3 separate regions of the Mus musculus genome follow, and regions 1 and 3 are each linked to region 2. A link is a contact called in public Hi-C and HiChIP or PLAC-seq data. All regions are on one chromosome and are shown on one strand. Each heading gives the region's core, a stretch centred on a gene start, on an enhancer-like site or on the middle of the called end of the contact. The rest is flanking DNA. Distances are from core to core; before and after follow the strand shown.

Region 1 (3,188 bases), core at 256-2,755, 72 kb before region 2:
TATAAGGAGAAGCCTCTGAGGGAAGGGCAGCCCAGCCCTGGGCTGGAGAGTTCAGGGTTGGGGGCAGGATATGCCAGGTAGGGACTGAGGGATGCTGGGAGAACCTGGAGGCCAGGTCTGCTTTGGTATGTAAAATACATACCTAACATCTATAACACCAGCCCCTGGTCAGCCGGTTGCTTCTGTGGCTGAAGCTGCTTCCCTCCGCAGCCTCACCTCTCCCTGTAGACATCAAAGCACAGTGGCTTCTCTAATGTTCAAACCTTTACCTATCCCAATATGGTGCATCATGGGAAATCCAGAAGTCAGGTCAGCAACAGATGTCACTGGTTTCAGACCCCGGAACAAGGGACTGAGGTACATGTTTTACATATCAAAACAGACCTGGCCTTCAGGTTCACTCAGCATCCCTGAGTCCCTACCTAGCATACCCTGCCCCCAACTCTCAGTGAGAGCCAGCCTTTTCTTCTTCCTCCATGGTGACTTCCGTGGCCTCCATCTTTGGGTCCAGTCAACTCGACAGAGAGCAGATTGCCAACAGACCTGCCTTTAATATATTCTTATCTGGTTTGAATTGACACATTTCAACAGGAGAGAAATAACTTACCACTCACTAGCTTTGAGGAGCCTCCCATGGGTCTCTTCCTGTTAAACCTGAGACAGAAATGCCTTGATTACACTCAGAAGGAAAGCTGTCTCTCTGCCTTGACCCACCATCATCTCTGTGGCTTTCAGTGCAGTTGCAGAATACAGTCTGGGTGCTCAAGCAAAGGCCATGGCTGAAGTCCTGCCCTCGGCTATGCTGCCTGCCCGCTTGTAAGCAAGTAGTTCAGGTCTGAAGACAGTGGAGCAGAAGGTGGAAGATTCAGGTGTCTGTGAGGTCGTGAAGGACAGTGGGGGTGGCGGGGGGGGGGGGCAATATGAGAACATCACATAGTTGAACTGTGCCTGGGGTGGGAGATGGCTGCCGAGAACCAGAACTGTGGGCACAGGATCCATACCCACCCCAGGTGAAGGTCAGTCAATCGGGTAGAGGCAAGGAGGGTTGTCATTAGCAGCACAGTTGAGCTCAGGTGTGAGGAGGCCTAGAAACAAAGCGTAGTTCTCTGCAGGAGAAAGGCTCTGGGCCCAGTAGTCTCAGAAGCCTAAATTATTAAACCTGTGAGAGGAACTGGCTTTTGTGAATGCCACGAGGGACAGATCTGCCCTTCCCTGCTCTGCTCACAGCCCATAGGAGAAATTCAGCTGCAACAGTGTGACCAGAAGTGTAAACCGGGAGACCCAGCTGGCATGTGAGGACAGCCGTACCTGGCCCCGCCCCCACCCCGCCTGCCCTCTTGGGATCCTCAGGGCTTTTTGTTACAATCTTGGGCTCACTTCCACCTCCCTTGGCTCTGCTTCCTCACACACATTTTTAGCATTCTTCATCCAGCAAAGTAGCTTTGTGTCGCCTCCCTTCCAGCCCTCCCACCACCCCCTAAGCAAACCTGCAGTTCACCACCAGCACCCCGCCCCTCGCACAAGGAAAGCTTAAAACCACCAACCAGCAGATTCTAGGGTGGACTACAGAAGCCCCTCCTACCGTCTGGAGGTGTTCCAAGGAGGCCAACATTGCTGATTCTGCTGCGGCTCACTCTTCCTCTGAGTCTTCACACACAGTCTCATTTCCAATGTCTGGAAAAGAAAAACAAGAGGAACCACCTGACTATAAGTCAGAATGGTGCCATGAAACCAGAAGCAATCGATGCCAGCCTTTCTAGCTTCACGACACTGGCCATGCTAGCTTCTAGACTGCCCCAAAAGAGAACCCTGGTGGCCCGGGGATGACCGAGTGGTTCACGGAGCTAGTTAACTCCCTCCTGGCTTTCTCTCCTAGAGGCTCTTCTCAAATTCCGGGAAACTACAGATTTCCTATCGATATTGGCTGATATGGGTGGTTCTGTGGACATTTCCAGAAAGGATCCAGGTTCTTGGGTCCCCAAAAGAAGAATTTAGCAGAGAAAGAGATAACTTACTAAGAAAGAGTACATACACTTCTAAGGACAGAGCTGGAGCAAGGCTAGAGCCACTCAGGTGCTGTGCTGTACAGAGTTGGAGGCTATGTCAGGTAAACATGGGGTTTCCACACATGCTCTGTTACCTGTAGTTTTGCATTATTTGCTTCAGGTTTCCTTCGCATCTTAACTTTCCACCCATGGTGTGCTTTTTAGTAGTAATGAGCTGTAGCTTCCCTTCTGACAGTCCAGGCACTAGTGCCTCTGCGTCTGTTGATTTTGTTTTGTTTTGAGACAGGGTTCCAAGTAGCCAAGGGTCTTATTCAGGGTTTCTATTCCTGTACAAAACATCATGACCAAGAAGCAAGTTTGGGAGGAAAGGGTTTATTCAGCTTACACTTCTACACTGCTGTTTATCACCAAAGGAAGTCAAGACAGGAACTCACACAGGGCAGAAACTTGGAGACAGGAGCTGATGCAGAGGCCACAGAGGGATGTTCCTTACTGGCTTGCTTCCCCTGGCTTGCTCAGCCTGCTCTCTTATAGAACCCAAGACCACCAGCCCAGGGATGGCACCACCCACAATGGACTAGGCCCTCACCCTTGATCACTAATTGAGGAAATGCCTTACAGCTGGATCTCATGGAAGCATTTCCTCAAGGGAGACTCCTTTCTCTGTGATAACTCCAGCTTGTGTCAAGTTGACACACAAACCCAGCCAGTACAACTGATCCCTTGTCAACTTAACAAACACATCACTATTAAGCCTCAACCCTTACTTTTTATTCATCTCCAAGATCTAAATAACTTTAAAAGTCCCACAGTCTTTACAAGTTCTTATATGTTAAATTTTCAATCCCTTTAAAATATCCAATCTCTTGAAATTTAAAGTCTTTTTGCAGTTCAAAGTCTCTTAACTATGGGCTCCACTAAAATACCTTCTGACCTCAAGAGGGAAAAATATCAGAGCACAGTCACAATCAAAAGTAAAATCAAACTGCCCAATGTCTGGGATCCACTCACAATCTTCTGGGCTCCTCCAAGGGCTTGGGTCACTTCTTCAGCTCTGCCCCTCCAAGTATACACCTTGTCTTCTAGGTTCCAGCTGCCTATACTCCACTGCTGCTGCTGTTCTTGGTGGTCATCTCATAGTAAAGGCATCTCCAAAAATACTGCTGTCTTCCGATGCAACTA
Region 2 (3,177 bases), core at 144-2,643:
TTCAGCTCCTCTATGCAATTCTTTTTATTTCTATTTTAGTGTCCACATTTCCACAGATCAAATGGGAGGGTCTTTGCATGTACCCCTGAGCCTGTTCTTAGCTCAGATGGGATGGTCCTTGCATATATGCCCTGAGCCTGCTCTTAGCATTGAGCTACACCTAAAGCCCTCTTGTCATTCTAAAGCCCACAGAGCACTGAAATATTAAAGTTTTTTTTTCACAAGATGACACCAAAATCAGATTTGCTACAAAATCCTACAGTTATCTATCAACCCCATTTTATTTCCACCATGTTCCATTACATATGTGTTATGTGTTTGATCAAAAGCATTTGCCAAAATAGATGAATATGAATATAGTGAAACTTGAGAGTATCAGGTAGTATATGGGATGCTTGTCTGATTCCTTCTCTAAAACTGGGGACATGCTAACTCTTGAATGAAGATTGTGGGCCAGCATTGGAATCTGAAGAAAGGAAATATAACCCCAGTTGAGGTCAGAATAGTAGGTCCTTTGGAATCAAGGTTTAGTTCCAAGGCTTGTATTGACCAAGAGCAAAAAGCATTGTATACCTCCTACTATGAGCAGTGAATGCCTAATGGGGAGCCACCTCACATCTTGTACATAGGGTCTACAAAAATAAAGTAAAAAGTCAGGACCCCAACCTGTCATATCTTTTGGTGGCCAGAAGCACTCATTTCTGTTGTATGTGTATATGTACATATACATAATACATATCCACATATACATATGTATTTATAATGAGAGAATAGAGCCCTTGGAAATTATAGCTAGTTAGTGAACCGGTCAAAAAGGCAAATCTAGCAAAAGGAACCGAAGAAGTAGGAAGAAACCTCAGAGTGTGGCCAACAGCCACAGAGAGCTCACCTCATAGAGAGAGATGAGCATGAAGCAAAGAGGGTTCACGCTGCTCAGCCCTTGTCTCACAGAGGCCTGGGGACATGCTGAAGCCCCGTTTATCTTCTTAAAGCAAAACTGAAGAGTTTTCATTGTAGGTTCCCAATAAAGGCACTTTCATTCACTTATCAGTGACAGCCACAGAGCAGGGGTGGATTTGGGACAAAAGGCTGGGAAAAGAACAGCACAGATATGAGAAGTGGGGGAATTTGCTCAATCCATGAACGTTACTTCCTGCCAAATGGAAGAGCGAGAGATCTGGGTAATGAGAACAGGGGAGAGCAGTGTGCTGAGCGGAAACAGGAAGGGCCGTGGCAGATGAGAAAGGAGATTAATGCAATCAACACTTATCCCAGCTTTAGAGATGGAGCAATTTATAGAAATGAGAGAAATGAAATCAATTGTCCTATTTCAAAACTATGAGAAAGAAGGGAAAGCGAAACCAACAGTGAGAGGATCTCTTTGGAGAACAGCTCAATACCAACAAAGCTGGGACTCACACTGAGGCTCAGCCCCCAGTCTGGTGCTGTTTCCCCTATAAATATAAAAGCTCACTACTGCCTCTTTCTCATTTCCTGCCTGTTTCCTTCCTTGTATGAGAATGAGGGTTGGCAGCTGTCTCCATGTGCATGTGAACTTCCAACTGCCTCAGACTGAAACCTTCTCCCTGTCCAGCGGTGCCTGAAGTGGGTGGGGGATCAAGGTTGGCTTCCTCACATCCTGCGGGGGAAGGGGCAAATCTGACAGCACATTTGTAAACTGTAATGGTAGAGAGGACAGCATGCTCCGTTTTCCAAATGGTAATTATTATTTTCATAATCAGCATTTATTGTTTTTAAATGACAGCGTGGGCAGCCGGGGATAATGATTAAAGAGAAACAAGCTCTGTCAGTGTGACCAGAAATCAGCAGGATGTGCCACTGAAAAACCAGGCAAGGCTCCACGGGGAGTCAGCTTCTGCTTCCTTTAGGCTTGGTCTGGTCTGAGGGTAAACTTCTGTGTAAGGCCACAACTTGGCTAAGGGAGACACTGCACTAACCAAGGATAAAAATTAGACACCAGAAGGTGATGTGGAGGGTCACATCTGCAATCCCAGCATTAGAGAGACTGAGGCAGGGGGACCAAGACTCTTCAGGAAAGCTTGGGCCTCATGGTGAGTAGGGGGCCAGCTTACTATCCAGAGAAAGACCCTGTCTGGAGATAGAAAAGCATTTGAGAACGAGAGGAAGCTAAATTCCTCTGGGGTAACACTCAAAGAAATAGTACCTGGTTACTTCCCATGAGCAGACAGAAGAACGAAGCTGGTCCTTACCCTTCACACATGCGGTGTTTGGTGTCTGCTTTGTTCTCCTTCGTAGACGTGCCGCCTCACAAACAGCAAGATAACGGTGTGTCAGGTCTTCTGAGATCCTGCACATCCTTTCCACGACATTTTCAGACATATTAGTCTCAATGGGTGTTCTGTGTTCCAAGATGTCACAAGCCACTGTTTTCCCTTTCCTTTAGCCAATGGTGTACAGTTAGCCATTACAGAAATGATAGCCAGGCACTGCCAGAAGACCAGACCCTTACTTATAGTCATCAATGGAACAGGCATTTGCCTCAAGACTGGAAAATCCTCAGGCTTAACGTTAAAACATGCTGTTCTGGATAGACAAGGGCTTCAAGGGCAGTTTCGCCCTTATTTGGTGGGAAGAGCCTTGCTGCTGTGTCAAGTCAGAAGCAGGAAGCTATTATAATTTGCTTCCAAAAGGCTTTTTTTTTTTTTTTTTTTGGTATTAAAAAGGAGCGTGCAATGTCTACATCTTAGAAGGCACTTCTCAGTAGCTGAAAAAAAACCTGCTTTGGAAATATCTCAGGTGTGAATTTAAACCCTTCCCTCCTGCAAGGGTCAGTGCTTATTGTTCCTTCCACCCCTCCTGCTGAGTCTCTTGGTGAATGAGTCTTCCAAGAACTGGAGATTTGGCTTGGGAAACTGCCCTGTTGAAAGTGCCAGCTGTCCTACAAGGGAAGTGATTATTTTCTGCTTTAGAAACTGTAAGCCACAAGCGTAGGACACCCAGAGGTATTTCTGCCAGAAGCATTTCCTGCAGGCCGTAGTTCCAGTTTACATCAACGGAATTCTGTCCCAAGGCAACCCAGGAACAACCTCTCTGGCACTCAGCAGAGAAGCATGCTGCTCACATCAGGAGGGCCATCTTGCTCTGAGCAGACTCAGTGGTGTCCGTTCCCTCCATCCAGTGTCAATAAGCTCATGT
Region 3 (3,121 bases), core at 385-2,884, 100 kb after region 2:
GGTCACCCTGAGAAAGGCTCAGTGTTGCACTGCAGTCCCAAACACACAGTGTAGTACCAGCAGCCTAATAAAGATTTTCTAGCTGAGTGACAGCATTGTAGCCCTTTAATCCCGGCACTCAGGAAGCAGTGTAATCAGTATAGTATTTTTTTAAAAGTCTTTACACATGTAAAAATAGCTTAGTCAGGACCTCCACTACAGCCAACACTGTGTCTGATACCCAGAACCCAGCAACTTCACACACTCAAGAGAACCTGATACAGGTATAAACCCCATGATGCGGACTGCTCTGCATATCTGGAGTGATACCTCCTAGATGAACCCTGTGGCTGGACAGTCTCCCCAGGATCCTGACCCTCAAATCAGAGACTTCTGTAAGACTGGACCTGACCTCCAGCTAAGATACATCACACAGGTGAGCACCTTGGGGATAAAGACTTAGGACCATATTTAGAAATTTAAAGTGTGAACCTTGTATGATGACCCTCAGCATAAAATATAACTTTTGCTATACACAGGTATCTACCTTCTTTCTTGTGACACAGAGGCAGGCAGAGCTTTCTTCTTAGTTAGGGTTTTACTGCTGTGAATAGACACCATGACCAAGGCAAGTCTTATAAAGGACAACATTTAACTAGGGCTGGCTTACAGATTCAGAGGTTCAGTCCATTACCATCAAGGCAGGAACACGGTAGCACACAGGCATGGTGCAGGAAGAGCTGAGAGTCTGACATCTTCATCTGAAAGCTGCTAGAAGACTAGCTTCCAGGCATCTAGGATGTGGGTCTTAAAGCCAATGACACACTTACTCCAGCAAGGCCACAGCTTCTAACAGTGCCACTCCCTATACAAACCATCACATTCTACTCCCTGGCCCCTATAGGCTTGTGCAAGCATAAGAGCCTATGGGGATCATACCTAAACATAGCATGATGCAAGGCCAGTCTAGTCTACAGAGCAAGTTCCAGGACAGCCACAGCTACACAGTAAAACCCTTGTCTCTGAAAAAACAAACAAACAAACAAACAAAAATAAAAGATTTTTTTCTTGGCTTAAACACTTGTCTGAGCAGTCTTCTCTGGTGAATACCCCACAAAACTACATTACAGAACAAATGAAAGGAATGTGTTTGCAAAAAACAAAACACATTCAATTTTTTATTCCCTTGGTTTTTCGAGACAGGGTTTCTCTGTGTAGCCCTGGCTGTCCTGGAACTCACACTGTAGACCAGGCTGGCCTCGAACTCAGAAATCCGCCTGCCTTTGCCTCCCGAGTGCTGGGATTAAAGGCGTGCGACACCACACCAGGCCCACATTCAATATTTAAAAAACAAAACAACAACAAAACCAAAACCCCTTACTTTCCACAAGAGTGAGGAGCTGAAGCCAGAAAAACGGTTTACCTGGTAAAGCCCTTGACAAACAAATATAAGAACTTAATTTCTATTCCCAGCACCCACATAAACAAGCCCGGGAAGGTGAGCTGCCAGCACCGGCATGGAGGGGTGCCCTGCAGTGAGACAAGCCTGCCCCGGCTCAGGGCTGAGCATTCTTACTGCAGGAGCACTCCCACTGCAGGGGGCGGAGACAAAAAAAGCAGTAAATCGTACTGCGCAGGCCTGCCTTTCCCGGAGTAAAGACGTAACTGCAGATTACAGGGTAACTGCGCAGATCAGACATACTGCGGATAACTGCAGATACCTGGATGACTGCGCAGGCGGACCGTACTGCAGATAACCACCCGCAACTGCGCAGGCCGGTCGGTAAGGCAGATAACCACTGTTCCAGCTGTACCATGGATAACCGGGTAACTACGTAGGCTGATCATACTACGGATAACCAGGTAACTGCGCAGGCCGGCCATGCCACGGAGGCTGGCCTTAAAGCGGATAACCGGGTAACTGCACAGGCCAGCTGTGCCATGCATAACCAGTAACTGCATAGGCTGGCCGTACCACAGATAACCACGGATACCTGGGTAACTGCGCAGGCAGGCCGTACTGCGGATAGCCAGGTAACTGCGCAGGCTGGCTGTACCACGGATAATCGCGGATAATTGGTAACTGCGGCCGCCCCACAGATAATTGGGTAACTGCGCAGGCAGGCCATACCACGGATAACTGGATAGACGGATAACTGCGCAAGCCGGCCATACCGGCCCGGCCGGGTAACTGCATGGGCAGGCCTATGTACTGCGGATAAACGGATAACCGGGTGACTGCCCAGGCAGGCCGTACTGCGGATAACTGGATAATCGGGTAACTGCGCAGACCATCCGTACCTCCGAAAACTGGGTAACTGCGCAGGCCTACCACGGATAAGTGGGTAACTGCGTGGGATAACTGGATAATCGGGTCACTGCGCAGGCAGGCTGTGCCACGGATAACCGGACAACCGGGTAACTGCACGGATAGGCTTTATCACGGGTAACTGGATAACCGGGTAATTGCGCAGGCTGGCAGTACCACGGATAACCGGATAACTGCGCAGGCAGGCCTACGTACTGCGGATAACCGAGTGACTGCGCAGGTAGGCGGTACAGCCCACATTCCAACGCAAACACTGGCCTTCGACTGCGCATGCGCACATTCAACTACTGGTTGCTGCATTGCGCAAACACGCCGGTGACTCAGCTGGTTCAAGCTTTCTAGGCTGGTGGAAAGGAAAGTCAACTGGGCTGAATGGTGCCACCCTGAAGTTGCTGTCCAGGAAGGTAACGAACATTAAACAGCAGAACAACTTAGCAGCGGGCGACATTTTCAATCCACAGCGTGAGAAAAAGAGATTATCGCGAGATCCGGGAAGAGCCCCCCCCCCCCCCCCCCCCCCCCCCCCCCCCCCCCCCGCTCTGCGGTAAAATGGCATCACGGCAGACCGCGATTCCTGAGAAACTCAGCCGAAAACAATACAAGGCGGCAATGAAGAAGGAGAAACGCAAGAAACGTCGGCAGAAAATGGCTCGGCTGAGAGCTCTGGAAGCCCCACCAGAGGAGGACGATGATGTTTCTGCTAACGAAGAACTTGCAGAGCGATTACTGGAGATAGAGCGGCAAAGATTACATGAAGAGTGGCTGCTGAGGGAGGAGAAGGCGCAAGAAGAATTCAGAATAAAGAAGAAAAAG

The links. Hi-C and Micro-C count contacts between places; a contact is called where the count stands out from the background. HiChIP or PLAC-seq counts read pairs in DNA pulled down with a chosen protein or histone mark.
Region 1: a contact with region 2 is called in an H3K27ac HiChIP or PLAC-seq map of microglia, with 5 times the contacts expected there. The contact joins two enhancer-like sites. A contact is called at or near these places in 6 of 484 Hi-C or Micro-C datasets (B cells, Sertoli cells, embryonic stem cells and 1 more) and 7 of 115 datasets of contacts at active chromatin or transcription factors (bone marrow-derived macrophages, double positive thymocytes, embryonic stem cells and 1 more).
Region 3: a contact with region 2 is called in a Hi-C map of CD8 T cells, with 2.3 times the contacts expected there. The contact joins the promoter of Zrsr1 here to the enhancer-like site in region 2. A contact is called at or near these places in 20 of 39 promoter capture datasets (the 3T3-L1 cell line, 3T3-L1-derived adipocytes, the C10 cell line and 13 more), 2 of 15 datasets of contacts at CTCF or cohesin (large pre-B cells and pro-B cells), 121 of 484 Hi-C or Micro-C datasets (the 3T3-L1 cell line, 3T3-L1-derived adipocytes, the AML12 cell line and 72 more), 18 of 115 datasets of contacts at active chromatin or transcription factors (CD8 T cells, the HPC-7 cell line, the SCID.adh cell line and 12 more) and 6 of 9 other capture datasets (adipose tissue, bone marrow-derived macrophages, embryonic stem cells and 3 more).

What each region holds. Positions count from the first base shown.
Region 1 is chr11:22,798,771-22,801,958 of GRCm38.p6, forward strand. No RefSeq gene overlaps it. Among named protein-coding and RNA genes, the nearest start is that of B3gnt2, 59 kb to the right of the region's middle. Within about 2 kb of position 1,506, at least 90 of the 459 cell types and tissues checked have an H3K27ac peak or open chromatin away from gene starts, as enhancers often do. A contact at or near this core is called in microglia, where this site is marked.
Region 2 is chr11:22,870,633-22,873,809 of GRCm38.p6, forward strand. No RefSeq gene overlaps it. Among named protein-coding and RNA genes, the nearest start is that of Gm24917, 3.3 kb to the left of the region's middle. Within about 2 kb of position 1,394, at least 132 of the 459 cell types and tissues checked have an H3K27ac peak or open chromatin away from gene starts, as enhancers often do. A contact at or near this core is called in 3T3-L1-derived adipocytes, B cells, the BV-2 cell line and 38 more, where this site is marked.
Region 3 is chr11:22,970,371-22,973,491 of GRCm38.p6, forward strand. Zrsr1 (zinc finger (CCCH type), RNA binding motif and serine/arginine rich 1) reads left to right here and starts at 1,635. Exons shown (of 1, transcript NM_011663.3): 1 at 1,635-3,121. The coding sequence starts at 2,858. The region is part of intron 1 of Commd1 (COMM domain containing 1); the gene reads right to left.